6 separate regions of the Mus musculus genome follow, and all the other regions are linked to region 1. Evidence: chromatin contacts called from public Hi-C and HiChIP or PLAC-seq data. All regions are on one chromosome and are shown on one strand. The core of a region is the stretch at or near the end of the contact, and the rest is flanking DNA. Distances in the headings are between cores, read along the strand shown.

Region 1 (4,473 bases), core at 1,191-3,690:
CCATTTACCACATCACCTTGGAAGCCTAGGAAATCAGCCCTGGACAGAAAGTTGGAGAGAGCCAGAAAGGGGATTTCCTATGTTGGCCTGCCAGTCCGCCATTTCTCATCAGTTCCCTTGTTTCCCCTCAAAGCACTTGGAAGACTCTCAGCGAACCCTGTTGACTTAGTACTTGGAAAAGTGCATGAGGTAAAAATGACCTCCAGTTTACAGACCTTAGTCAGAAAGATCTTGTTGGTTTGGGTTTTGAGACAGTGTTACTGACCTTGCCTCCTGAGTGATAGGATTTCAGAGGTATGCATCCCTAGGTAGAAGGATTGATTTTGTTGTTGTTGTTTTGTTTTGTTTTTTCGAGACAGGGTTTCTCCGAATAGCCCTGGCTGTCCTGGAACTCACTCTGTAGCCCAGGCTGGCCTCAAAATTAAGAAATCTGCCTGCCTCTACCTCCCGAGTGCTGGGATTAAAGATGTGTGCCACCACGCCCAGCCTAGGATTGATTTTTTAAAATCCACTCGTTCATTTACTTACTCAACATTCAATAAATACAGAGTACCTGTATACACCAGGAACTGGGCTGAGACTAAGTCCAAACTGATGTCATGTGACTGACACCTGGCAGTGCCAGTCTATCCTTGAATGAGAAGCCCCATTTACTATTTCCTGAAACAAGTAGCCCTGGATCAGCGCAGTAGAACGACTAACAGATACCCCGTCTACTCTCTCGCCATTCCAAGAATAGGAAAGCTTTGCTGGAGAGAATGAATCAGGAAACACCAGGTGATTTTTTATGGTGAAATTATCCTCCTTTCTATAATGGACATCATGCTACCAGACAATGTCTACTGAAAATCAAAAGGGATAAAGGCAGTGAGATGCCTCAGTAGTAGAGGCTCTTGCCACCAAGCCCGAGGACCTGGGTTTGATGCCCAAGACCCACATGATAGAACTCGGTGACTAACTCCTATAAGTTGTCCTCTGAGCTCCATATATGCACCCTGCCCACACATGTGCACACAAAATAAATAGATAGATGGATGGTATGCACAAATGCATTTTGTAAAATATGATTTAAAATGCACAACTAAATTTAATCTTAGGTTTATAAGGGTTGAGAGATAAAAGAAAGGTAGTCTCAGTTGATAAGGTTGATTAACAATGACTTATGATGCTCTGATTCTTTTTAAATCTTCATGGGTGTTTTTTTTTTCTGCATGTATGTTTATGCATTATGTGCATATAGTACATAAGGAGGCTGGAAGAAGGCATTTGATCCCTCAGAAATACAATATTAATTGGTTGTTAGCTATCATGTGGGTACTAAGAACTGAACCTGTGTCCTCTAGCAAAGCAAAGCAACCAGTGTTCTTAAACACTGATCCATATCTCCAGCCTTTGACCTTTGACACTCTCTCTCTCTCTCTCTCTCTCTCTCTCTCTCTCTCTGTGTGTGTGTGTGTGTGTGTTTAGGTATATGAGGCTGCATGTGTGTTATGGTACAAGCGGAGGGCTGAATATCCGTCCTTCCTTGTCTTCCTCCTTGTTTAAGGCAGGGTCTCTGTTCTCCTCTGTCTCAAATACCAGGCTCAGTGGCCCATGAGTTCCCAGCGATGCTCTTGTTTCCCAGGTCCATGTAGGAGCACCAGGATTACAGACAAGGGTTACAGTACCAGATTTCCACAGGCTCTAGAGGTTTGAACTCAGGTCCTCATGCTTATGTGGCAAGTTCTTTTCCCACTGAGTTATATCAGCCCAGCCCAATGCTCCAAATCTTAAAGGGAAAAGCAGCCTTTGTAAGAAACACACTCTTTACAGTTTCATGGAAAGTTTTGGCGAAGGAGCAAATATCTTGATTGTAAAAACAAAGGAAGCCCATGCATTGAGAGAGTTAAGCGTACTGTGGGGGGAAGAAAAAAAAAACTTAAAACGAAGATGTTTTGCTTTATAGAAAATTCTATTGATTCACGGAGTCCTTTTAAAAAAACAACTATTTGAGATTCCCATAATATACCGAGAAACCTCCAGAAAATGTTACATAAGTTTTAGAATCACCAATTTAAGAAACTTATTATTTATTTATTTTTTTCAGTGTCTTTCAACTGTAATTATACTGTCTTTATAATAATAATTAAAAAAAACTTTGGTGGTAAGAGTATAAAAATTTTAAAAATCTCATAGAACTTGCAGACCCCAAGTCCCAGAGCCCACAATTTGAGAAATATTGATTTTTGTCTCGCCTTTGCCTTTTATGGGTGAAGGAACAAATGACTCTCCTAACCACACAGATGGCTCTTAGCACAATCCAGCCAGAAAGCTAGGTCGCCCGGTTTCTAGAACAGTAGTTTTTCCTTCTTTAGACAAGGCCTCCTCTGTCTGCTACTCAGCTCACTATCTGTCCCAGACAGACACTGGCTTTGTACTAGTCCAGAGATGGGGAAACAGATGGAGGCAGCAGGTTTGAGGGGAAGTGCTGTGGGTGTGGCTGCCGTCACTGCAGCTGGGCCTGCATCCGAAGGGAAGGGTCTCCCATGGTCACATTCTACTGCGCATCTTTGAAACAAAGAAACGTTGGGTGGAAAACACAGGCAACTTTAGGAGGAAGCATTTCTGCCTAGCAAGTTTGGGCAGAAAGTTTGATGAACATGGTCCTGAGCTAAGAGCCAGAGAGGAGCTCCAGAGGGATGAGGTTATAATTCAGGGTGGCCAATTTAATCAGCTCATATTCATTAAACACCCACAAGCACGTGGTGCTTTACAGCTAACCCCTTCCCTCACGCAGAAGCATCCACAGGCCTGTTTTAATCGGGCCACCCTGTTCATGTTGGGAATCTAGCCAGAGTGTTAAAGCAACTGCTTCCCTTCCTAAGAAAACAGGGTAGACTTACTACCGCGAGTAAAGGGGGAAAGCCCCTAGTTTTGCATCCCATCCTAAAGCTGGGAAGGACACAGGGAATCTGTTTTCCAAGGTTGGTTTGTAAAATTCAGTGATATATTGATCCTTCCTCTTTCAGACTGGCAACATCCCATGCCATCTAATTCTAGGCTTTTTCCTGCAGTTTTCTTGGGTGGCATCCCTCTCTTTTATCTGAGCTGAACTTGAGCACTTATAAATATTCCCACAGAGGGACTGAAGCATTATGGCCCTTGAGTTACTTATAATTAGCCAATCAATGATTTTGAGCACTTCTGGCCCTTGGATAATGAACTCATTGCAAGTAAAGAAAGCTTGTTCTTACCGCTGGCTGTTTGAACTGCCAAGAATGTTTTCGGCCCCACTGATTTACCAAGCAACTTTTGATTACTGTCGGATGAGAGGACTGACTGAGGCTGCTGGGCTGAATCTCTCTAAGAGCTGGGGTTGGCAAACTTCTGGTAAGAGGTGGTCTCTGAAAGCTGGGGCGCCGTGCAGTGCATCATACAACGTACATCCCTGTCTGAGGTATTAGCAAGTGTTCTGGCTTTTCAAAAAAAAAAAAAATCTCCTGTACTTCTCTGCAGCATGTCCCCAACAGAGAACATTAGGTCATCAGGAAAGTCTGAAAGACTGTCCTGACACTAGGACATGATGCTAGTCTTCTCTTACATGATGCGATCGATCCACTGGTAAAGATCCCATGAAGCTTAGTGAAAGACTCCAGGTATTCAACTTATAACCTAGAACACAAAGTACAAAGTAGGTGCTCAACAAAATATTGTGCTCTTCGTAGTTTAAGGGTTAAGGTAGGTTCATGAAACAAAACCAGAGGCAGGATGGCTTCGAGTATCTCCAAAATTATGACCAGGGAAAACAGGTGTTACCGAGGCTTTTAGGTGAACAACCATAAAATAACAATACCCTTACAGTTTGTAAAACTCCGTAGGTTTCTCCAATAGCTCTGCAGTGGATATATATGAAATGAGCAGGTTTCTGTCTCTTTAGTTCAGGAGTAGCCAGGATCCCTCTATATTAAGAATCAGAACCTTGCCAATGTGTTGGAAGCATCATCTCACAACCTCCTCCCCCAACGTTAATCTTTTATTTTCAACTTGGTGACTTTCACTTAAGCCAGTGTCAACACTTCAGAAACCCTACCAGATTTATAGATTAAGACTCTCCAAGCCAATATAAGGCCCACAATTCTCTTGTGTTTCAGTTACCTAATGCCTTAAGTCATTCGACAAATGTTTACTAAGTGCCAGTTATATATGCCAAGCAAAGACACAAGGAGTAGAAAAACAGTCAGGAGTGAGACAGACCAGTCTTTATAATGGCAGGCACACAAGGGACTGTGAAAGGGCTTCTGTGGTGAAGTGGACGGTATTCTGGACATGTAACTGTGGGTCACATCCAGGGCTATACCTGAGGTCTGGGAAGATGTCCCCACGAAAGCACTATGGAGAGAGATAAAGGCACAATGACCTGAGTTATCAATGAGAAAACAAAACCATTGTTTAATTATTACAGTTTGTTTGCCAGACTCAAACCTTCCAAGTGTG
Region 2 (4,473 bases), core at 770-3,269, 240 kb before region 1:
TTGTGTGACGCTGTGGCCCTGTGTTCGGTGGCCATGTTGTCCAGAACTCCCTCTCCTGTGTAAAGCAGGCAAAAGCAGAAATTCCTAGAAGAAATTAGGGCCATTCTGGGGAAAAGAAGGTGGGGGTGGGGGGCGAGATACAGAGGGCGGGGATATGGGAGGAGCCCCATCCATTAGCTAGTCTTGTCCGCTCATCTATGATTGGATCAGATCGCCCATTCATCTGAAATTGCAGGGAGGCCCTCATTCAATCACCCTAAGTGGAATCTGATCTTTATCTTGGGATAAACATTCCAAATGGAAGGTGAGTGCTGCCAGATAAGGGAGATAAGAAAGCCATATGGCCCTGTCACTGCAGGCTCCCTGGAGCTTATTCCTATAAGGATTAATGAGTCTGAAGGGGGATCTTATAAAGTCCTGTCTCTTGAGAAGGCAGAGCCTCCCAAGCCCCTATGTGGGCATGTGCACTGTCCGCAGACATAAAAGGCTAGAACTCAGACCTTGCTATTGCAGCCCTCTGGTCTTACTAGGGACCTCCTGCCTGCTCTGTCCATCTCTCTTCATTGCAAAAGCTTCACTATTACCAATGTTTATAACTCTACTGAGGATCCCAAACCCAGATTCCCACCTTGATGTAGGAATTCCCTCTGCCCACCTGCATCCCTGTTCAGGGCCCTGACCAGTAATGTCTGCCAGGATGGTAGGGGAGGGGCATTTTCCAGGTTGAGGGTTTTCTCTGGGTCTGTTAGGGCCTGGAGACGCAGGGAAGCTTGCAATCCCAGGCCTGGGGGAGGGCAGGTAATATGAACTCCCAAGAGAAAGGGATCTGGGGCAGAGGAGAGAGGGAGGGGAGAAGGCTGGCTTTCCAGCATGTTCTCTATACCCTGGTATCGAGAGGCACTCCATCCTTCATTCCTCTGGCGCTACTGCTCCTGCATAGCTGTGCTGACTCACAGTGGACATCAAGGTTCACAAGTGACTGTTCCCAGCGCTGGGGCAACTTCCAAACTGGGTCATGGTAACCAATGGTAACCGGAAGAATAGCCTATAGAGTCTGAGTGTCCCCATAGCTCTCTCTACAGACAGAGTAAGTAAATTTTACCAAGAAGGGAAACTGAGGCTCAGAGAGGCTGAGAGGTTGCCTGAGTCTGCATACGCAATAAGCGCTGCTGCGGCCAGTTGTCAAACCCTGAAGGTCAAACCTCAGAGTCACAATCTTGATGCAGAGAGGGGCCCCGACAGACACTCAGTGACTATTTCCTGTCTTCAGCAGCTTTGGTCAGTGGCGGGGAATCAGAAAGGCACTTGCCCAGACTCTCCCAGCCCTCACGTTGGACAGCCTCAAGTTAATGTGGACAGTTGTGCCTGACTGTCAAGCAAGCCAGTCTGAGCTGGATTCCATACTTTACTTGCTGAACAATCCAAGCCTACTGCTCTCTGAACAGCCCTGGCCAGGAAGAGACCACCCCTGGATCCGGAGTCCGGCGCATGGCAGGGGGAGTAGGAAGAGCTGAGGAGGGAGTGTGGGGCCCCAGAGTTCCAGCGGTGGGTTTCCCTGCTTCAGGCTTGCCCTGGCCAATGGTCTTGCTTTCAGGCTTCTCTGTGCTCTGAGCACATCTAAACATTTGGAGAAAAACAAGAAAGTGAACAATAGGCGCTTGTGGGCTGGAGAACAGGGCTGACTTCCCCCTGGGACCCGGGCGCTGTTCGTAAGCTGCCCCAGCTGCACTCTCACGGTTGGGATGTCACTGGGGCCTGGCTGAATTACAGCCTTGTCCTCCATGGGGCCTGCTACCAACTCCTTTCATACCCGGGGAATGCAAATGTTGGTAGGGGGATCTGGAGCTGTGTAGAGACAGAAAGCTTGCTTTCCTGCCTGGAATTTGGGAAATCAGACAAAAGAACACACACACATACACATACCCCTATTTGGCATGGAAGCTCTGCCAAGCCATGCCCTGACAGTTGTGTCCTAACCAGAGAAGTTTGCCCCACAGGAAAAAAACCAAAACCCCAGCTCTCTATCAAGTGGACTCTGGGCACAGCCCCAAGAAGCTCAGAGTCCACAGGACCTAGAGACAGAATTCCTAATGTGTGCCAGAGCAGTTTCACCAGGAGGTGGTAGCAAAAGTACCCCCATTAGTTATAGCACTGAGGGAGGTGGGCCAAAGGTGCTCTTCTGAGCTGGCTCCTCTGAGGTTTTTAAGACTGTTGCTTCTCACCATTACAGCCTAAGCCACAGGGAATGAGAATGTAGTCAAAGTATCAAGATTAGAACAGAGAAGAACAAAACAGAGCCCAGACCCCCTCTCAGCTAGGGCTGACCAGTGGTATCATTCATACCCAGTAAGTAGGGCTAAGTTTCCCTGTCAAGAGTTCCTCACCTTTGTTCCCAGGACTGGAGGCGGCTTTGAGCAGTGTCCCGTCTGGGTGGCATCCCTGGAACAGGTCTCAGGCCCTGGTGTTTTTGAAGTAGCTGCCCAGACATCCCATCATAGGCTCAGGAGGGTGAATAGCCCTTCTACTCACCCCTCCCACTCCCCAACAATGTTCTGGATCTGAGAGCACTTCTGGGTTGTTTGTGCCCAAGGACAGGAGGAATTTGGCAAGAAGTCTGTGGTTGGAGGACAGTGCATTTACTTTGTGAAAGGATGAGTGAAGGACCATTCGGGGAAGTAGGGAGCACTGTTGTCAGAGTTGGGACTGGAGAGATTAGAATGGGTCAGAGGACTCCTATGAAGGACATGAGTAACAAAATGGGGGGTTCAGAACAAATGGGTTGACCTCTGGAGAGCAAAGGCAAGGCTTTAGTGTCTAAGAACTTCAAAATGGCTGTTAGGTCCCGCTAGATATGTGGTTCCTCCTCTTTCCTGCCCTAAATAGTTTTGGAGACAGAATCGTCTTTTTTTTTTTTTGAACTTTTATGAGTGTCTGTTTGTCTGTCTATATGTATGCACATCACAGGAGTCCCTGTGGAGGGCAGGAGGACTCTTGGGAATTGGTGTTATGAACAGCTGTAAGCTACCACGGGGTAGCTTACCCAAGCCAGGTCCTTTGCAAGAGCAGCAGTGTTCTTAACTTGAGCCACTGCTCCAACAGTGAGACAGTGTTTTTATGCAGCCCAGGCTGACCTCAAATTCTCATTCTCCTCCGTCTGTCTCCAGAGTGCTGAGATTAATGGACTACATTATCACCATACCTGCTCTTAGTCTACTTGTTGGTCACCTGGGACTGTGAAACCTTCGTAGTCTCTGCACTTCTCCTGCACTTCTCTGCACTGTTCCTTTCAGCACATTAACATGAGGCTTTGTTCCTTGTTAGGGAGCTGGGCTGAGTCCCACAGGGGCAGTGTCTCTAGGCACCCTGATCTTCTTGTATTCACTGCTCTCTTGAAAGTTCACTCATCTAACAAGAAGGAGGTAAGCAAGCAGCCTGTATGCATGCTTGAAGGGGACACTCTGTTCCTTGGAAGTAAAATAGCATTACCATTGCTTTTTTTTTTTTTTTTTTTGATTCACAATCTCTTGTATCTTTTCCACCAAGCCTCCCAAAATTTCTATTAAATCAGTGCAGCCTTAAAACTGAGCAAATACAGTAATTTCACTTGCCTTGGAGACACAATCTTTGACCGTGTATGTCCACAGTTTCATGTGGGCTTTCCCAGTGTATTCTTTCCCCTTCACAATTGAACACACAGTTGTCTGGCTTAAATCAAGAGAGCATCTGAGTTAGGCTAACTATTCCCCACTCTTGGCGTTGCCTAATGACTTCCATCTTTGTTTAAGTTACATTAGGTTTGTGAGACCTGCCCTTTTTTATCACCAACATCAGTACTTCAAGTTTCCATTTCCATTCATTCTTATGAAAGAACTCAGGTCAAAATGCAATGAAAATATTCCAAGACTCACACAAGCACCACTGAACGGGCAGCAGGTGATGCTGCAGAAATGGAATTGTTGCTTGGCAGGATGCAGCACCGTGGATGCCTCAAGCACTTGTTCACCGGCCAACCTGGGACAGTCTGAAACCAGAGCTTGTCCCAAGAGCTTGGGATGGTGTTATATAAGTCAAAGGGAAACATACGTCTCTGCCAGAGTCAGAGGTCGAAGCCAAAGGCGACTAGAATGATCTCATCTTAGGAAGCACAACAGGTGTAAATCCTGGCACCTCTCGTTTACTTGGGCAAACATTGCCATGCAATGAAGCTGTGGGTGAGGGTTGCTTCCTACAGCAGGGTGCCCTGTGCACATGCCCATACACCTTCCAGCATTCCTGAGTTTGGGGATGCATGAAAAAAGTGGGTCGGAGGACCCAGCACCCTGCTACACAGCTAGAGAGACTAGGCATGCCTATCAGGGAGGTCAGTCAAGTGGCCGAGTTCTAGTCAGGGCTTTTCCTAAGATACAGCAGCTCCAGGCCGCTCTGTTCACTGCATGACAGAGGACAGGGGCAAGTTGCTATCATCTGAAGAGA
Region 3 (4,473 bases), core at 556-3,055, 230 kb after region 1:
CATCTCTCTAGGCCTGGACATAGAGATTTTTAAGAGAAGAACTCTACAGTGCATTTTTTTAAGTGCCTCTTTTGTAGTATATTACATGATTCTAGAGGATGCATCTCTTAGTTACTAGTATGTATAGTTTCAAAAAATAAGGATAAATGCCTGTGTTTTCAAGATGCTTCAAAAATAAAACTCCTCTAAATTATATAATTATTACTATAGTCATCATGCAGGAACAAGGGAAAAATTTAACACAACAGAGGCAATGTTTAGTAAATGTAGGTAAACTAATAATGAAGGCTACTCTGCCAATTTCTCTTTGATTTTTATGAAAAATATGAAAAGGTATTAGATATATTCCTTATGAAGGGAGAAGGTACAATTTTGGGGTTCATAAACTGCATTAAGCTATAAAACTCTATTTGCATGAGTCCACTTCAAGATTTTTTTTTCTGGTTTTGTTTCCTAGGGTTGTTTTGGGGATTGGTTGTGTTTGGTTTGGTTTGGTTTAAAGGCAAGATCTCCCGCTACAGCTCAGGCTGCCACTGGACCTTTGTTACTTCTCTGGACTACTTAAGGCTCTTGAGTATTACAGGCACCACACCTGGCTTAGGTTCTAAGTCTCAATTTCCAGGATCAATGGATTTTTTTTTTTGAGACAAGTTCTTGCTCAGGCTGACCTTGACTTTGAGATTCTCCTGCCTCACCGCTTGAAGTGCTAGGATTACAAGTGTGAGCCTTGAATAAAATTTAAAGGTGTTTTAACTATTATAGTTTAGTAACAAGAGACAGAGCCAATTAGAAATACATATTTGAACAGATGCTTTTGAACACAGATTAGGAAAGTTACCTCTAAAACTGAATTCTACAAATGATTCTCGTAAATTGGGATGGGAACAGGAAGAGAGAAGAAAAAGAATGAAAGAAAAGGAAGAGAAGAAAGAGGCTTGTAAGTCTAAAATATTTAAATCCCCCCCCAAAAGAGAAGTGGGGGGTAGTGGGTCTTTTCTTCTTGATGATAAAAGATTTAATGAGGTGCTAACCCTCATTAGGAAGATCCTAAGATCTGTGGGTAATGAGCCTGTTTTTAAGACACACTAATTTTGCTAAAAGCAGTTGCTGTTAAAAGCTGTTAAAGTATACAGAGAAGCAATGTAACAAACCAGCAAACTACACTTCTGATTTTTGTCATGCTACCAACCTATACTTATCCAGAAATGTTAACTGCCAGCCATCTTTTATCTAATGCAGATTTCATCCTTCACCACCCATCCTTTGCCACAGAAAGCAACAACGTCATTTGGAGTGGAAAACTCTGGGAAGAAAAAACCCAAGCCATGGAAAAAAATGTTCAACAGCAATCTGCCTCCAGCTCTGCAGATTATCAAGCTTGCCCTTGCCTCTTGGGTCTAGAAGCTAGACTTTTGTGCCCAGAATATGGCTGGATGAGGAAGGCAGTTTCAAATCACACCCTGAGGGCTAGGAACAGAACACTTAGTCTATAGTCTTCCAAAGAGGATTGAAGGCTGGACTATAGAGGCCCCTTTCTGATTGGCTCTTGGTGATGTCATGGCCATGTCTCCAGGGCCCAGGAAATTCACCATGACTAATGGAGCCCTCATTTGTGAATACACATTCCATCTCAGAGAAGCAGCAACAGTCTGAGTGTCAGGGCAACACAGATGGCCCAGTTAGGGAATGCCAGCCAGCCACGCACAGAGGGGCTCAGAAGTCCTGAAATAAGCTATTGGTTCATGTTCTCAGTAAACCCTCACCAACTACCTGGACACTGGTGGCCTGTACCTACTGAAGAACATGAACTCTAAACAGAAAAGCAATCACTGAGACAGGATCAATATCCTTCCAGACTTCTAGTGTATTACAGCAGGCATGGGCAATTTTTTTTCTGTAAAGAACCTGATACTATTAATTTTAGCCTCTATACCACACAATCTTTATTGAAACTAGTCATTCCTGTCAATAAGGCACAGAGACAGCAAGTGACAATATATAATAATGAAGCACAGTGCTGCTGAGATAAAACAGGACTTACAAAGTCCACCATCAGACTGGCTTTGGCCCATGAGCTATTATTTGCTGACCTGTGTTTTTATTAAATATTAACCCACCTCTTCCCTGCCACTTATGGGAACCAAGTACTCACAGATAAAGGTACAGTTACAGGAAAGCATATGAAAGAGTTTTCCACAACATGCCTCTCATGACATTCTACTAGGATATAAAGACGCTGGAGTGCTTCTCTGTAAACTTTGAGAATATCGATTCTAGAGATAAATGTTTGGGTATGAATGCTGCCCCTGTTATCATTCAGTATAAGGCCTTACATAGTTATGTTCCTCTAAGAGTGGGCTTTCTCATCTACAAAATAATAATCCAAGTTGTGCCTGCTAGTAGGGCTAGGCTGAAAGTTCACTGAGATAATGTTTGAGCGGAGCTCAGCATACTACCCAGGACACTTCAGCACTCAACAGTAACATGCTACGAATGTCAAGGTTAGTACAAGTGATCACAATTACCGCTCTTGACCGCCGATGCTCAAAGAGAAGCAGCATGGGACACTATAAATGCTAGAACACTCTGAACTTCTTTCCAAAGCCATTAATTCCTATTAATGCCATCATTACATTAATAGCTACACACAGTTTGACAATGAACATATAACTGAACTGTCCCTATATTAAACGACTGAGCTGTGAGCCGCCTGTTATCATCATGAGCAACATGATGATGAATGTCTCTGAACACATGCCTTTGAACGCTGATTCAGTTTTATATTTGGGGGCGAAGATGTAAATCTGCATATTTTAGAGAACTGTCTGTTGTCCTGCCAACTGGCTCTCCAGAAAGGCTGTGCTTGTTTCTGTTTCTACCATTCCTGTCAGGATCCAGTTCTTACCATTCTTGACAAGCCTACGACTACTTTATTTTAAAATTGGGGGAGGGGGGGGCGAGAATGAAAACCTGAACTCACTGAATGATTTGCACAAATTTAATAAAAAAGTTAAATGTTTTCTTTGGCCTACAAGTTTATGAGACATTTAATAATTATTTTGATTAAGGACAGATCTTTCCAGAGCCGTATGATTCATAAATATTATGATGATAATCCTACTTTATGATGAGAAAGCTGGAGGCCAGAAACCCACTATAGAAAGCCAAAGTACTCCAGACAAAGCAAAAGATATATGGGAACACAAACAAGAAATAAACTTTGCTCTGTGCAGGGCCACACAGAGTTCACCAGAACATGGCAGGCAAGACTGAGCTTTGCATAGAAGACAAAAATCAGTGTCTTCTTGCGAACACATCTGACTTTTCTTCCTTTTGGATTATATCAAATGCTTGAGCCCTTTTATTTTCTGATGTAAAAGTAAATAAGACCAAAAGTCTTCTTCCTGGAGAGAAAGCCCAAACCACCTGAGTTCTTCCAGGAAAAGTCCTGGATCTAGACAACTGTTAAGGTTTACCTCCTTCACTCCGCCTCACTGTCTGTACTTGCTTCTAAATACTCGTCATAATTTGAAACTGCATTGCTCATTTGCTTGTAACAGTTCCAAGGGCCACAAAACAGACAACTTTTCCTCTTTACTGTATTTTCAACACCTACAACAACACCTAGCTCACAACAAAGGGCCTGTACATATTGATTGGATGGATGCATACAGATGCTATCCATGACCTTTCCCAGCTTTGGAGTGGCCAGCCTGGGGCAGGACAATGTATAGCCTACAAACAAAGCAGCTCCCTAAGTGAGAAAAGCACACTCAGCAGCAGGGCTCCTCAGCAAAACGCCCATTACTCAGCTCTGCTGACTCATCCTAATCTATCAGCATTTCCCATCTTATCCGCTGCCACGAAGACACTCTACTGCTAGCCTTTATATATGTATTGTGGTTTTATTCATTTGGTTTTGTTTGGGTCAAAAGTTAGGACAAAATCTAAAGACAAATGAATGCTTTAATTGACTGCTTCCCCAGATTGTTGATCTAGTTGTACCCAGTCCAATACATGGCCACTTGCCATACATATATGGTTCTATAAACTGAATTTTAAAACTTTAGTTTCTTAGTTATAGCACCCATTTCTTTGAAGTGTGCAAAAATTGTCATGTGTGGTTAATGGCTTACTATATTGAACAGTATAAATATAGAACATTCCTGATATTGGCAAAAAAGTTGTTTTGGACCAAGTAAAGCAAACAAGTCGCATGAGAGTTGTTCTATCTTCAGTAATGGGCAGTGTGAGTTCAGGACAAGATAGGAATGTCATGGTATAGGATCCAGCATAGCTAGCAAAACCTATTTCATAAAATATGAGTGCATAATGATGTAACTGAGCTGAAGGGTCACCAACCCAGGGCCCTCGTTATATAATAAGAAGGCAAATGTCCTTACTGCTTACACCATTTACAGGCAGAATTTTTCTGTGATACAAACTAGTAACAACCTTGATTCTCATTGCTCT
Region 4 (4,473 bases), core at 1,383-3,882, 200 kb before region 1:
GCGTTCTGAGAGAGGAGGCTATGGGCTCAGCTGCTCATGAGAAGTCCTGGAGTGGGCTTTCCAAAGCCTGTGGGGGGTGGAAGCCTGGAGGAGGGGGGTCACAAGTTTCCCTTGAGGCTAACATTTTTGTCTCCACTCCAAAAGGTCTGCTCTTCTCAGCTGCTCTACTATGTCATCAGACACCCCTGCACAGCCTGACAGTCCCATATACACAAACCCAGCGCCCGCCGGAGTGAGCCAGTGCTTTCCCAAGCTGCTGAGGGTCTTCTGGGGGTCGGGGAGGGATCATTCTGAGCAGACCCAGAGCTGGCTGATGAACTCAGCTGTCTTGTCTCCAGGGAAAGATTTACTGCGCCAGAAATATGGCTGCCTTCCACAGCCCCACCCACTACCCCCCATCTCCTCTTCCAAGCCTGAGGCTGGGATTGGGGAAGTTTATAGAAAAGCTGGGAATGGATCAATATTCCTGTCTTGAGTGACAAGAAGGAACTGTTCAGAGACTGAGGAAGTCCTTTTTTTTTTTTTTTTTTTTTTTTTTTTTGGTTTTTCGAGACAGGGTTTCTCTGTGTAGCCCTGGCTGTCCTGAAGTCCATCTTTTTTTTGCCCATAATTGGATGACAGTGATGTTATGATCAAGCCAGACCAGAGATTTCCACCTTCAACCCGCCCAGGTACGTAGGACCTCCCACTAGGCCTCTGGTGATGAAGAAAAGAGAGCCTAGGCCTGGTTGCCAGCTATTTACACCCAGATGTGAATTCCCCCTCTGTCCCATTAGACGTATGCACAGGTTTGCAAGTCCTGGTGTGGCTTTGGGTCTCTAAACGCTTGCTCAGTAGAACCAGAGCCCCATCCAGCAGCAGGATACCTCGGCAACAGGATGAACAATGCCTGATACAGCTGGTGTGCGGAGCCACCACGACACTGTTCCACTTGCCAAGGCTGGGTACTGGCATATGCCCAGGGAAGAGGTTAGATCCTGAGGGGTTCTAGGGCAGACATGAGTTTGACCATCCATGGGCTCTAGGATTAGGATGTCAATAGAGGTTTCTAGGAAGTGTCCATGTTGTGGGTGGGGGAATTCTGAAGGGATTTATTTGCTGACGAAAGAGCTAAGAGGCTGCTTTTGTTCCTCTTCAATGGTAGACAAGTATGAAGTAAAGTCAAAAGCCAGGCTGATGGAGGCTCTAGGCATGGCTGCTGTACAGCATGCTTCCCAGAATTCCTTCGGAATCTTATTCCAATATCCATTTCCCACTATCCCTATGTGCGACATCATGCTATTGGGAATCTGACCCATTTTGCAGTGTCTGCCTTCACCAAACAGACTCAAAAGGAGAAGATGATACAGTTCTGTCTCCAAAGCCTGGGCAAGCGAGAATCAGAGTTGTGCTGTGTTTAAATAGGAAGGGGAGGGGGGAGAAGGCCACGAGAAAAATGAGTGTGGTGGTATCATGGGAAAGAGCGAGACAGGAGGGTAGCCTCTTCGGGTGGGGGTTGTCACCTAATGAACACTTCACAGGGCTTGGCCTAGCCATCAGGGAAGGCTCTCTGTGGAAAAGGCATTGAAGATGGATATCCAAAAGATTTTTGTCCCACTTCTGCCCTCATAGTCAGCTTCAAGGTGGAGTGGACAGCCTGGGGCAGCTAGCTCCACACTATAGTATTCTAGAATGTGAGTCTTAAACAAAGGATACAGTAAAACACAGGTCTAACCCCAGCTAAGTACCCAGGTGAGTCAACATTTAGGACTCCAGGAAGAACTGCTTAGACTCTTGTGGGAGCCCAGACGAGAAATTCTGGTCTGCTTGTCAGTCTCGGCAGGTAATGAACAGCTCTCAGCCCGGGGCGTACACAAATCATGAGCCGAGGTCCTGGGATAGGTCACTCTAAGCCCTGCAGGGGAAGTGACTGGGAACATCCAGTCATGCCAGCAGGTGAGAGGGAATTACAGGTGTGATCTGAAGAGTGGTTGGGCTGGTTGCAAGCCTGCAACCTGCCCATGGAAAACTGGTTCCATTTGTAACAACTGTCAACTCCGCCCCCCACCCCCACCCCCCTTGAGCCCAGAGAGGTAGGCTAGCTAGACAGAGTTTGGGGGGAACTGTCAGTCTTGTTGACCTGCAGAAGCCTCCCCAGACTCTGATAGACAGTAGCGAGGCTCCTTATGCTTTATTGGAAGACAGGCATTAGGCCGGGATGGTTACAAACCTTCAGAACCAACATCAGAGTGGACACTCCAATCAGTCCTGCGGTAATCTAGGTGGGATGGACAGCAAAGAATACGAGGCATGGGTAGATGGGAAAGGAGACTTTGAAACACAATGTAACAATGTTGCTTCGATAGTAACATACACTGGGAACATAGACCTATGGAAGTCTCTCTCTCTCTGTGTGTGTGTCTGTCTGTGTGTGTGTGTGTGTGTGTGTGTGTGTAGAAGAGCTAAGAAAAAAAAGTTAAGAAAAAGAAGAAGAAACAACAACAACAGCAGCAAAAAACCTAAACCCAAACCTAGCCTTTTCTATCCCTGTAACCATTAGAAAGAAAATGAAGTCTAAATTGTGTTCAGAGCCGCTGGGACAGAGGAAGAGAGGCAAGAATGGAAAAAACAGGCCGTAAAGATGCCAGGACTCCTTAAGCAGAAACATCTGTTGAAGTCATAAGACTCAGGGCCGGTCAGGCTCCTAACAAACCCAGGAAGAGGAGAGTCTGCACTGGATCAGGATGCCCCTTGTGTCCTGCGCAGGCCCCTGGGACAGCATACGTGCAAGCAGAAGGGATACCTTCTCCAGAGCTCCACCTGGCCTGGCTCCTGGCAAGAGAGGAAAGAAGAGGGAGGAGCCTGGGGCAGCCAGGGGGCAGAGATGGCACGGCAGTTTGGAGTGTGTATTTATTTAAAGCTTTAGCTTACTGGGGCAGCCTGGGGAACCACATGTCTAAACTTCTGCAGCTGAAGGAGGGGGAAGGGAGGAGCTGCTGATCTCAGGAGCTGGGGGCTCTGTTTAATTTTTGCAAATTGTAGCACCTTCTCTTATTTGTGCCTTCAGCTTGAGCCAACTATCTCAGGCTTGCCCATTTTGACAGTTACCAAAATGGCAGGTCCCATCTCTCAACCAGATAATACTCTCTGTGCCACATTCCTGCTAAGTAGCACCTCATTTAACCCTCTGGCAAATGTGCCATTGCTGTTGGGGGGAAATTATATATATATATATGTATCGGTCTTCAGGAAGGTTCTTGTATGAATACTACATTCCAGAAGAAAACTGAGGCCAGACACTGTTAAGGGACTCCCAGGTCTCCCAGTCATACACTCCAAGAACCATCCAAGGAGCTGCCTCTCTGTCCTCCCATGAAATGAATGTGAAAAGCAGCAGCAGCCAAGCACTGCCGAGGGAACAGCTGTGCTCAATCAGCCCAGCATTCATGCAAACCTCGAGAGTCCGTCCCCCCCACCTCCCATCCCCTGTGGCTCATTCATCTATCTCTATGCTCCATATCATCTGCCTAGGTGTACAGATGGAACCACAGCCACAGAGCATGCCACCTCCTCAGGGAAACTACCAAGCCCCCCCACCCTCCCCCCAGCTCCACATACACACCACTGTCATGGCAACAACATCCTGCTGTCTCTCAAGGAAACACAGGTAGTGAACGAGATGAAAACCAGACCCCACTTTACTTGCTTGTGGGAAGTGGGGAAGGTTCTGGAAGACTCCATTGGGAAGGCTAGATTTGATTTCTCTTCTAGGAGCTTCCCCTTCAGGCTGGCCAGGCCTGGAACTTTCATCGACATAGCTATGTTGTCTACATTAGACAGCTCCCTGGGACCCATATTTCACATTGAGATGAAAGTATACATGGGTACAGTTGGAAACAGGGTTCATGACTAGGGGGCTAATAATACTCACAGACAGCACACAAATGTGACAGCTAGAGGAAAAGCTGAAACCCCAACATCAGGGTAGGAAAGGCTACTACTATTAATGGTCCTTGAACAATTCTGGGATGCTATCATTCATGAGGTTGGGGCCTGCCGGTGTGGGTCCCCTGCCTCCATCAACCCCACGGGGTAGGTAGTATCACACCTACCCTAAAGAGAGGGAGCTGCAGGCAGAGGGCTCACTTCTCCTTCTGCCACATATTGCCAAGTGCAAAACTGGAACCAAAATCTGTAAGGCTCTTTTCTGAGTACCACTGTATCACAGACTGTGATGTGTGTTATGGTACCTAGTGGGCCCCTGCAAGCTCACTCCCTGATCCAGTGGGGTCTGTGGTTCTTCATGGAACAAGCAGGAGGCAGACTCCAGGACCCTACCATCTTCTTTAACACTCCACTCTGACAGCCATTTGGGTTGGTGTCACTCTTTCTCTGGAGTAAAGCTTTCCCACCAGGATCTAGGATGGACCAAGGAGCCCACAGCATGCAGTTGGTCCCACATGGTCTCACTTGGCTGCCTGTTAAACCCCAACA
Region 5 (4,473 bases), core at 1,059-3,558, 170 kb before region 1:
CTTGCCTTTGACAGAATAAGGCCACTCTGCTCCCTGGGTTATAATGAGTCTTCCTTGGACTCCCGAACAAATGGCTCTGAAGTCACCTTTTGCTGGAGGAAACATGGTCCTTATAGGCGGGAACTAGAGTGGCCCCTGATAAGGCAGCGCATCCTGTCTGACTCCCCAGCCACACCCTCGCAGCTGGGCCAGCTGTGGTCTTTGCTGACTTCAAAGAAACTGCTTCCCTTGGATCTACATCAAGGACTTAAATGAGAAAAGGGTCCTCTGACCTTTCTAGTGAAGGATGGGACCACCTTTGTAGGGTGTGTGCGTGCGTGTGTGTATTTTTCCGGTCACTATTATGTTTTCACACACTGGATATAAAATATCTCAAAACAATCACCGGAAATAGTCTTTCACCTATGGCCAGAGACTGGAGTCTGGCCCAGTGTGGGAGAGGCTGTGCTCCCCTGTTGGAACCGGGGGCCATGTAAGCATACTAGCAAAGGTGGGTGGCCCAGGTTTCAAACTTTCATTCTGAGGTACCCTCCTCCAGGAGTGCATGGTTTCTGATTGGATATGGCTTCTTGCCCACCATCGTGTTCTCCTTGAGAAATGTCCACCTAGGAGAGAGACCTTGTTCTCAGACCCATAATCTGCCTTGTTCTCAAGGTTTTCCACTTCAGCTGCAACCCAACCTGACAATCAAGAGCATTCCAGGCCTGAAATCCAGCCCTATCCTGGTATCTTGAGAAGGTGCTTTGTGGTGGTTGTGGTCGGCCGTGTGGGGAGACAGTGGGATTTCCACCCATTCTGAGGTTAAGGCTGCTGGGTGCTGACCGTGGGAAGCTGACAGACTCTGTGGCAGTAAGGGCTGAAAATACTTCCCCAACCCACACCACCCTCAAGCCTTTAGGAAAGGGAGCAGATCCCACTCGGCCTTGCAGGCCTGAGCTGCAACACCAGGCTCAGCAGGCTCTGTTACCAGAAAGTGCTAACAGGGGCAGCCCAGGCCTCTGTGAGAGACCTCCCTTGAAAGGATCCTGGCCAGTCCTCTGGCCAATACCCACTGAGAGGCAGAGAACAACCACGAAGGAAGAAATGAGAAGCCTGAAGGTTTATAGGGAGGCTATTTGGCCCTACCCAGCCTCTCTGTGGGCTCTCTCAGCCACTATCCATAGAGCTTGAGGTTTAAAGAATGCAGGGAAGAGAGAACAGGCCCCAAACTGATTAGGACCCAACTTTCCAAACAGACACAGGTCACCCTCTTCCTGCCCCAAACACCAGGCAGAGCAAATGCTATTAATAACTGCAGCCTCTCTCCAGGCCACGAGGGCTGAGCCTGCTCCTCCAACTCGGCCAGCTGTTCTGAAACAGGTTTGGGAAAGTAATCTTTGGCACGTAATGAAAAGGGTGTGTAAGGGAGGGGGGTGCCCAAGAGTTCTCTATCAGGGCCAATATTATTTTTAATTGCCGAGAATCAGCCTGTGGCCGTTACTCAAGGCTGCAGAGACCGGGTTTGCCAGGGATCGGAAACCAACTTCAAGAGGAGTTGAAAAGCTCATTCCAAAGACTGTTCATTACTGAGCTGTGGCTTCTTGTGGAAAATCAGGTTATGTCTTGACGTTTGTACAATCCATTCTCCATGCCACCTCTCTCCCCCCTGTATCCCGCCGAGAGAGTGAGCGAGCAGTGAATTTGAGTTATCTGGGAATTTTAGTGTCTGACCCCCCCCCACAACCTCCACCCCACCCAAAGCATGACCGATGGCCCATTTTTCAAGCCAAATCTTGCCCCATGTAGGCAGCTGTCATGGAACCACAGAAAGTACTTGAAGGAGCACAAGCAATGGCTGGTTCTAATCTGGAGGGGGAAGAATATGAATTAACAAGGCAGTTCCTTATGGAAGAATGTTTTCTTTTCTTCAGCCTCAGCCTGCATATTTTCACAACATGTGTACTCTGTTACCTTGTCACTTCCCTGTTTTCTTTGGGTAAATAACTGGGCTCTGGACTTCAGGAAGAAAGAAAGAAACCCAGCCCAGGAGTGTCACTAAGGCAGGCCTGGCTAGCTGAACTAGCAGGGAGGAAGGAGTCTGTGCTGAGGGCCAAGGCAGCTTGTGCAGACTCAGTCTGGCCGGCCTAGCAGGGGCTGTTCACTGATCTCTACAGGTACTGGTGTGGGAGTGAGAGACCCGGGCACTGAACTGCCCAGCTGGGCCCTGTGCTTGGCAGACCTCAAGGCTGCAGGAAGTAAACAACTCTCCTTAGCTGAGTCAACTGTGAAGGCCTCTCTGAACCCAGCAGAGTCAACAAGGCTCACAAAGGCTCTTCTGCCAACTCTGCCCTTCCACTGGCCAGTGAGGCAGCAGGGATGAGAGAGGCCACTCTTGTGGTTCCCAGCAGTGAACCAGGGAGGAACTGGCAGGAGCCAGGGCCTTCTGTGGAACATGGGATAGGCTCTTCCTCCAGATCGAGAAAGTGTTTGGATGTGTTGGTGATGGAGTCCCGTGCAGATGTCCAAAGGCTTCTGTTCTTGTCTTCCAGGGATGCTGGGCTTTTCACTTGAACATTCCCCTGTGGTGTCTGTCACCTACTCCAGAAGAGGTAGAAAATAAATAAATAAATAAATAAATAAATAACCACTGGGCCACTAACTGGATGTCTTTCAAAGTTGCACTATTAAAGAAGGCATGAGATGATCCGTTGTGGGTTCCTTTAATGAGTGAAGATCTTTTCATTATAGAGCAGCAATGACTCTTTTTGATTTTGATTACATTTTTATTTCTTCATCTGTGCACGTGTGGGCACACATATAGGCGGTGGTCAGGAGACAGCTTGCAGAAGTCAGTTCACTCCTTCCACCACTGGGTCCCAGTGAGTCAAAGTTGGGGTGGTCAGGCTTTGTGCAAACCCCTAATCCACCCAGCTACTTCACCAGCTGAGTAACAGCAACTCTTACTTACTCAGCTCTTCACCACTGATAGTCAGAGAAGAAAATCAGAATTAGAAATGATGGATGACTCACGCCTATAATTGCAACACTTGGGTGACTGAGGCAGGAGAATTATGACTTTCAATCCGACCTGGGGTACATAGCAAGGTCTTGTGTTCCCCCCGCAAAAAATTAAACAGAATATAGAACCAATAAAATAATACTATCTTATTGCTCTTGATATTATATAGCATGTAAAAGAAGTTAAGTTTGCCATGTGTCACAGCATGCTTGCAGGAGAAACTGAGGCATACCTATTCAGAGACTGAGACTCTCATAAAGTCCAACAGTGGGCTTGGGAAAGGAAGGGTTAACTGGCTGTTGTCTGGGTGGCTGCATACCTATGTTTCTTTTTTTTTTCCATCTGCTCAGGAGCCTTTGATTCCAACCTTGAAATTCCCTGTCTCACCTTGTAGATCACACAGCCCTCCAGCCTTCCTGGGACAGATCTTTGGAACTTTAAAGTTGAATTTTCGGTTGCAAAGGTCTGGTCCTCATCTGCTGAGCACCTCTTTATATATCCCTGGAGTGAGGCAAATGTCCACAGGAGGGGTCACTTTGATGCTCAGGATGATCAGGATGGTGACTTTGGAAGCCATGCCTATCCTAAATTGCAGACTGCAAGGGCTTGTGGAAAAAAAGGAGACAGAGAGACAGGGGGAAGCAGAGACACAGAGAGAGACATCAGAGAGAGTGAGAGACATAGAAAGACACAGAGATAGACAGTCAGACAGACAGAAAGAGATAGACCGAGAAAACAGGCAGACAGAAATAGAGAGAGACAGAGAACCAAAAGCTTTCTGGGAACTGGGGATGAAGATATTTATAGTTTAAAAGTCGATTCTTCATGTGCTTAAATTGTACAAAGCCAGCTTCAGAGAGTGTCTGTGGGGGGAGGATGGGAGGAGCTTCCATGATAATGAAGACCACAGCTAATGGGGCCTTGCTCCCTAGGCCAGGGGAAATGCTTTGCATGTACTTCTGATTTTGCAATCTTCATAAGAACCCTCTGTTGTAGGTATTGTTGTCCTCCTTTACCGGGTGAGGAATCTGAGGCACGGGGTAAATATATAGCTTACTCCCACTTACTCAGAGAGACCCATAAAGTTGGGACCTGAACCTAATACTGCGATATACCAAGTGCGGTGTTTGAATTCAGCATGTGCTGCCTCTAAGAGAAAGCCGGAGTTCCTGCCTCAGAACGAAGACATTCGTTGCTGGCTGGGTTGCTCTCTATGGCTGTCTCATACCCACAAGAAGGCTCTCCAAGCACCGACAGAGTATTTAGGCATCAGGTAGTGTGCCCACCTGGAACCCTGTGCTGTGGTTTGACAAATAGCCACACTGAGAGTCTCCGTCATGAGACCTCCCTCCTGCTCACTCCCCATCCCTGGTCTGGCTGGCTTATATTTGTAGCCCAGCCTGTACCTGAACACTTCTAGCTTTTGCTTCCTCTTACGTATTTCCTCTAAGTGCCGTTGGCAGGCTTTGCAGAGT
Region 6 (4,473 bases), core at 1,459-3,958, 150 kb before region 1:
AAGACTAGAGGACCAGGCTGCGTCCCCTCCCTTCATGATTCACTACAGATACGTGCATTCCGAGCTCTGTGGAGTGAGTGGGTACCTAGCCCATCTAACTCTCCCCACTTGAGCTAAAGCGTCTTCACAGCGATAGGTTTTCTGTACCGTCTTCTCTATAAGTTTTCATGCCATTTTTCTGTCTACTTCAGCGACTACAGTAAATGCAGACATCATTGTGACAAGAAGGAAGGCAGATGGGGATATCCCTAGAGATGGTCTGGATGTGGCAGGGGTTTCTGAGGAAGGGGGCTAGCCTAAGGAGAGACCTAGATCAGCATTAACATGAGGACTAACCCCAGCATCTAAAACTCTGAAACCTGGACCCAGACCTCTATATATGGGCTGTTCACCTATCTAGTCCATGAGTGCTGTTCTTGGTAAGAGGTAGTAAGAGACAGGAGCTAATGGTGTGGTCAAGCTAAGGCCTTCCCTACATAGGTAGGACATTCAGCACTCATCCACATCTAGAAATGGTAGGTGACGTAAGTAAGTCCTGATGGACACAGCTCGCTTGTCTCATGGCCCAGTATCCCTAAGTGCTCCCCAGTAAGAGTAACCTGCTAAGAACTGGGCAGACTGCTTACCCAGAGTGACAGCTCCTATACCCACTGACCTTTGCCCTGACCTGTTGTCAACAGTAGCTGGAAGTCCTCCTTTTTCCTCCTCCTACCTCTTAGATCTCTCCCTCTGTCTCCTCCCCAGCGTCTTTTGCTGCTGCCGCATCAAATGGTGTCTTCTCTAGGTTTGGGCTTCTGTTTGCTCTTTCAGATATGTTTGTTCTGCTTGAGTGACCTTATTACTCTGCTGGCTTCACTTACCACCCATGCTCTACGATCTCAGGCCCAGCCATCTTCCTGAATTTCCCACATGTATTTCCAAATGCCTACAGGACACTTCGAGCTGGGCATTGTGTGGTTCTCTCCAATCACACATGTCTAAAGCATATTGGTTATCATGACCCTGCCTCCTATGACAATCGCCTCACATGTTCCTCCCCTGTCTCTTTTATGTCAGTTGACAAAATTGCTATCCCACAGATACCCAAATGGAAAACTTAAAACCACTCTTGATCTTCCCTCTCTCACTGACATCTGCCCTTTCCATCTGTGCCAACATCAACCTGAATGTGACACACACACACACACACACACACACACACACACACACACACACACACCGGCTATGGCAGATTCCCTCTGGGATCTGGCCACTCTTGGTTCTCTCTCTACTCTACAAATGGGAGACAACTGTTCAAACACAGTAGCTGTTTGTGCTAGTCTTTGTGTTCAGAACTGGTATGGGTGGGGTGTTTGGTGTTTTATCTGTGAACTGGATGTGTGCCTAGCTAGTGCTCACAGAAGCCAGAAGAGGGAGTTGGATTCCATGGAACTGGAGTTACAGGCCCATGTAAGCTACCTTGTGGGTACTAAGACTCAAACTCGAGTCATCTTGTAAAACAGACAGTGCTCTTAACCTCTGAGCCATCTCTCCAGCTCCACAGACAGTTTCATGACCTCAGACCCGCTCTAGAACCACGGATGACCTTTGAATTTCTGATTATCTTGCTTCTATCTCCACCCCAAACCCGGGGGTTATATGTGTGCTTGCACCACACATGGTTTCTGCCGAGCTGGGAATTCAACACAGGTCCTCATACGTGCTAGGCAAGCACTCTACCTACTAAGCCACATGAGCCCTTTCCTTGCAATCCTTTTTTATATTCCATATTCCACTTCATGTTGAACCCCAAGCCTATCTAAATAACAAATGGATAATTGATATTTTGGAAATCAATGTGGGGTCCTTAAAGGAGAATAAAGACCTTAGGGATGACCCCTTCTGTCCTCATGTTTACTCTGGTGGCTCCTCTTCTCAAATCTCCAGTGTTTCTCACACTGTTTCTGCCCCAGGTGTCTCCTGTCCAGATACATAGACAAGACACCAAGGGCAAGGGCATTCTGGTTCCATTCCAAGACAATGACTGGCACACAGTAGGGCCCTGAAACAGGCCAGCTGACTGTCAGGGGCATGAGGCAAGGGGAAGTGGCCGTTTGCTGCTACCATATCCAGTGGCCAAGCTGTTTGGATGGAAAAGGGCTTCACTGACAAGTGTGGAGCTGGACGCACACACCTCTTGCTCAAGAAAAACAGCTTTGTCCCCGTGTCTTGCCCTTTAAAATACCCCATGTACAGCCAAAGAAGAGAACCAAGAGCCAGACACATGCCCGTGGGATCTGATGGTCAATGGTCTGCTCTTATCATCCTGAGCAGAAAGTCAGCGGGCTAGAGCCAGTCCTAAGACTTGGCTTCTCCTTTCAAATGATCTGTGCAGACCCAATTCTATTTCTATCCCAACAACAAGGTATTTATTTCTTTTTCAAGGATCTCAAGTGAAGCCTAGCTTCTCAGTTGTTCCCACATCCCGTTCCTGGAATTCCCTAATTTCTATTCCCTGAGACAAGAATAATTGAATACAGGGCTTTGTTGGTCTTTGGCAAAGCACTTAGAATCGCTGCTGGCTTTGGCAGGATGGGGGCAAGGTGGACAGGTAACCAACCGTAAGAAATTCCAATAAAAATTCTGAGTAAAGGTACGCTTCAAATTAAGAGTTAGATTTTGTGTGTATGAGAGAGAGTTGTTTCAGGCTAGGTGCCTGCTCTCGGAACGTTCTGGGCATGTGCCAGTGTGCTTGGCGTCCCCTGTCATTGTTGACTCTTGCAAATTTCACACATGCTCACCTCATCTTCCTTTCTTTTTACAATCTCCCCAGAAAGCACCCCACCTCTGACCTGAGCATTTCATTAGTCCTCCCTCCTTAGAGGCCATTTGGGATTTTTCTTGACAGTCGTTTTATTCACTCTGGCTCAGACCTGCCAGCCCAGCTTTTCTCAGCCAAGCCTCCAAAGGAAACATGATCTGCTTGCTGCGTCAGATCACTTGGAAATAGATACGACTGGCTTGGAGTCACTCCACGCAGGGCTGTAAAATTGCTCTCCTCCTTCTAAGTGGGTTGGGTCAAGCCCAAGCTGAGGCAAGAGGTTTCCAAGGAACACGGAGCACAGGCTGTAGTAAGTGGCAGTGATGGAGACAGTGGCTCGCTCACTTTGGAGTCAGTATTAACCTTCCATTGTGAAGGGTGACCTTCATGGTCAAGCACAAGCAAGACACTGGGGTCTTTGCTGGGGTGCCTGAATCATTTTACAAGGGTGATGAGGATTCAGGCTTGCTGTGAATCTCTTCATTCAAGCCAAGTTCTAGTGTAAAGTTTTGCTATTTCCAAGAAGGTTAGTCGATTTGATTTCAAGATGTATGTGTCTTGTGCAAAGTTTGTTAAGGTATCTACTCTTCTATTGGGCCACACTAACAAATACCATCAAAGTTCTGATACTCTTTCCAAGGTTTCCTTGGAATTCCAAATAGGATTAAAATACTGCTTGGCTCCTCTTTTCTTGTTCATTTTAAATTGTATTTTATATGTCTGGATGGTTTGCCTGCATGTATGTACACCATGTACACAGAATAAGAAGGCCAGAAGACAGCATTGGATGCCCCCAGGAACTAGAATTATAGGCGTTGTGAGCCATGATGTAGGTGCTGGAACTTAAATCCAGCCCTCTGGAAGAACAACAAGTTCTCTTAACTGAAGAGCCGTTTCCAGCCCCTGGCTTCCTTTCTCACTGCTGTTTCATTCTGATGCCTGGGAGTCAGCCTGGTCTAATGAGTAGGGCTCTTAGGTGGGAGTCCCAGGTCTCAGCAATGCCAATCAAAGCAAGTCCTTTAATGTGCGTCAATTGCCTCATCTATGAAATGTGATTTGTGCTAAGTGCTTTGACCATCACAGAGCACTGTATAAAGACAGGGAAGGGTTGCTCTCAGCTGTAGCTATGGGATTGAAAACAAGGTTTTCTGGGGGTTTTATGGAAGCTGTGAGTTAAAACATGACAGGCAGACAAACATGACAGGCCAGAAGGCAGGACGATGACTATCCCATTAGAAACACGCTGCAAACTCTCTAAGCTCATCTGTCAGGATTTTCATATAACCTTTCATTTTAAACAATAGAATTAAGTTACTAAATCTCATGCCTGGTAAAATAATTTGCCCCTGCCCCCTTTTTTTCCTGCCAGGGACACAGAAACAATTCTCGTTGCTTAATTATTTTCTGGAATGATAAGGCACTCACTGACAGATCGAAGAAATGATTCCATCTGAGTCTATCCTGGTAAAGCAAGGTATTGGGGTTACAAGAGCACATGAAGTGGCCTCCATGCAAAGGGGAGGACTTTAAGTAGGGATGTAAAGTGGGAGGCATGCGAAGCGGGGAATTGGGAGCAGAGGAAAGGGGTAGACAGAATCTCTGGGATTGGTCTGGTTATCTGTCCCTTCTCCTAGTGAATCTTTAACGGCCTCATTCCTGTTTCTATAGACCTT

What was found. Hi-C and Micro-C count contacts between places; a contact is called where the count stands out from the background. HiChIP or PLAC-seq counts read pairs in DNA pulled down with a chosen protein or histone mark.
Region 2: a contact with region 1 is called in an H3K27ac HiChIP or PLAC-seq map of heart atrium, with 8 read pairs. The contact joins two enhancer-like sites. A contact is called at or near these places in 1 of 15 datasets of contacts at CTCF or cohesin (the NIH/3T3 cell line), 4 of 484 Hi-C or Micro-C datasets (the C2C12 cell line, Sertoli cells, frontal cortex and 1 more) and 6 of 115 datasets of contacts at active chromatin or transcription factors (heart atrium, large pre-B cells, neural progenitor cells and 3 more).
Region 3: a contact with region 1 is called in a Hi-C map of uterus, with 4 times the contacts expected there. The contact joins two enhancer-like sites. A contact is called at or near these places in 2 of 484 Hi-C or Micro-C datasets (both in uterus) and 2 of 115 datasets of contacts at active chromatin or transcription factors (astrocytes and fibro-adipogenic progenitors).
Region 4: a contact with region 1 is called in a Hi-C map of uterus, with 4 times the contacts expected there. The contact joins two enhancer-like sites. A contact is called at or near these places in 1 of 15 datasets of contacts at CTCF or cohesin (large pre-B cells), 5 of 484 Hi-C or Micro-C datasets (the 3T3-L1 cell line, the MNK3 cell line, Th17 cells and 2 more) and 4 of 115 datasets of contacts at active chromatin or transcription factors (astrocytes, embryonic stem cells, heart atrium and 1 more).
Region 5: a contact with region 1 is called in an H3K27ac HiChIP or PLAC-seq map of heart atrium, with 5 read pairs. The contact joins two enhancer-like sites. A contact is called at or near these places in 1 of 15 datasets of contacts at CTCF or cohesin (large pre-B cells), 3 of 484 Hi-C or Micro-C datasets (Th17 cells, cerebral cortex and muscle stem cells), 6 of 115 datasets of contacts at active chromatin or transcription factors (astrocytes, bone marrow-derived dendritic cells, embryonic stem cells and 3 more) and 1 of 9 other capture datasets (embryonic stem cells).
Region 6: an H3K27ac HiChIP or PLAC-seq map of heart atrium shows a contact between it and region 1, with 5 read pairs. The contact joins two enhancer-like sites. A contact is called at or near these places in 2 of 484 Hi-C or Micro-C datasets (muscle stem cells and uterus), 4 of 115 datasets of contacts at active chromatin or transcription factors (bone marrow-derived dendritic cells, embryonic basal ganglia, fibro-adipogenic progenitors and 1 more) and 1 of 9 other capture datasets (embryonic stem cells).

The regions. Positions count from the first base shown.
Region 1 is chr12:79,730,863-79,735,335 of GRCm38.p6, reverse strand. The region is part of intron 8 of Rad51b (RAD51 paralog B); the gene reads right to left. Among named protein-coding and RNA genes, the nearest start is that of Gm36048, 66 kb to the left of the region's middle. Within about 2 kb of position 2,440, at least 50 of the 459 cell types and tissues checked have an H3K27ac peak or open chromatin away from gene starts, as enhancers often do. A contact at or near this core is called in astrocytes, heart atrium, neural progenitor cells and 2 more, where this site is marked.
Region 2 is chr12:79,967,622-79,972,094 of GRCm38.p6, reverse strand. No RefSeq gene overlaps it. Among named protein-coding and RNA genes, the nearest start is that of 4933435C09Rik, 33 kb to the right of the region's middle. RefSeq lists an enhancer at 203-3,465. Within about 2 kb of position 2,019, at least 130 of the 459 cell types and tissues checked have an H3K27ac peak or open chromatin away from gene starts, as enhancers often do. A contact at or near this core is called in heart atrium, neural progenitor cells and oligodendrocyte precursor cells, where this site is marked.
Region 3 is chr12:79,501,388-79,505,860 of GRCm38.p6, reverse strand. All of the region lies in intron 7 of Rad51b (RAD51 paralog B), which reads right to left. Among named protein-coding and RNA genes, the nearest start is that of Rad51b, 210 kb to the right of the region's middle. Within about 2 kb of position 1,805, at least 138 of the 459 cell types and tissues checked have an H3K27ac peak or open chromatin away from gene starts, as enhancers often do. A contact at or near this core is called in astrocytes and uterus, where this site is marked.
Region 4 is chr12:79,927,435-79,931,907 of GRCm38.p6, reverse strand. The region is part of intron 1 of Gm51985 (a long non-coding RNA gene); the gene reads right to left. 9430078K24Rik (RIKEN cDNA 9430078K24 gene) reads left to right here. Exons shown (of 4, transcript NR_131074.1): 2 at 557-671. Among named protein-coding and RNA genes, the nearest start is that of 9430078K24Rik, 6.6 kb to the left of the region's middle. Within about 2 kb of position 2,632, at least 87 of the 459 cell types and tissues checked have an H3K27ac peak or open chromatin away from gene starts, as enhancers often do. A contact at or near this core is called in heart atrium and uterus, where this site is marked.
Region 5 is chr12:79,902,851-79,907,323 of GRCm38.p6, reverse strand. It overlaps Gm46361 (a long non-coding RNA gene), which reads right to left. Exons shown (of 2, transcript XR_001780641.1): 2 at 2,742-3,499. Among named protein-coding and RNA genes, the nearest start is that of Gm51985, 5.4 kb to the left of the region's middle. Within about 2 kb of position 2,308, at least 114 of the 459 cell types and tissues checked have an H3K27ac peak or open chromatin away from gene starts, as enhancers often do. A contact at or near this core is called in astrocytes and heart atrium, where this site is marked.
Region 6 is chr12:79,885,921-79,890,393 of GRCm38.p6, reverse strand. All of the region lies in intron 1 of Gm46361 (a long non-coding RNA gene), which reads right to left. Among named protein-coding and RNA genes, the nearest start is that of Gm46362, 4.5 kb to the left of the region's middle. Within about 2 kb of position 2,708, at least 66 of the 459 cell types and tissues checked have an H3K27ac peak or open chromatin away from gene starts, as enhancers often do. A contact at or near this core is called in heart atrium, where this site is marked.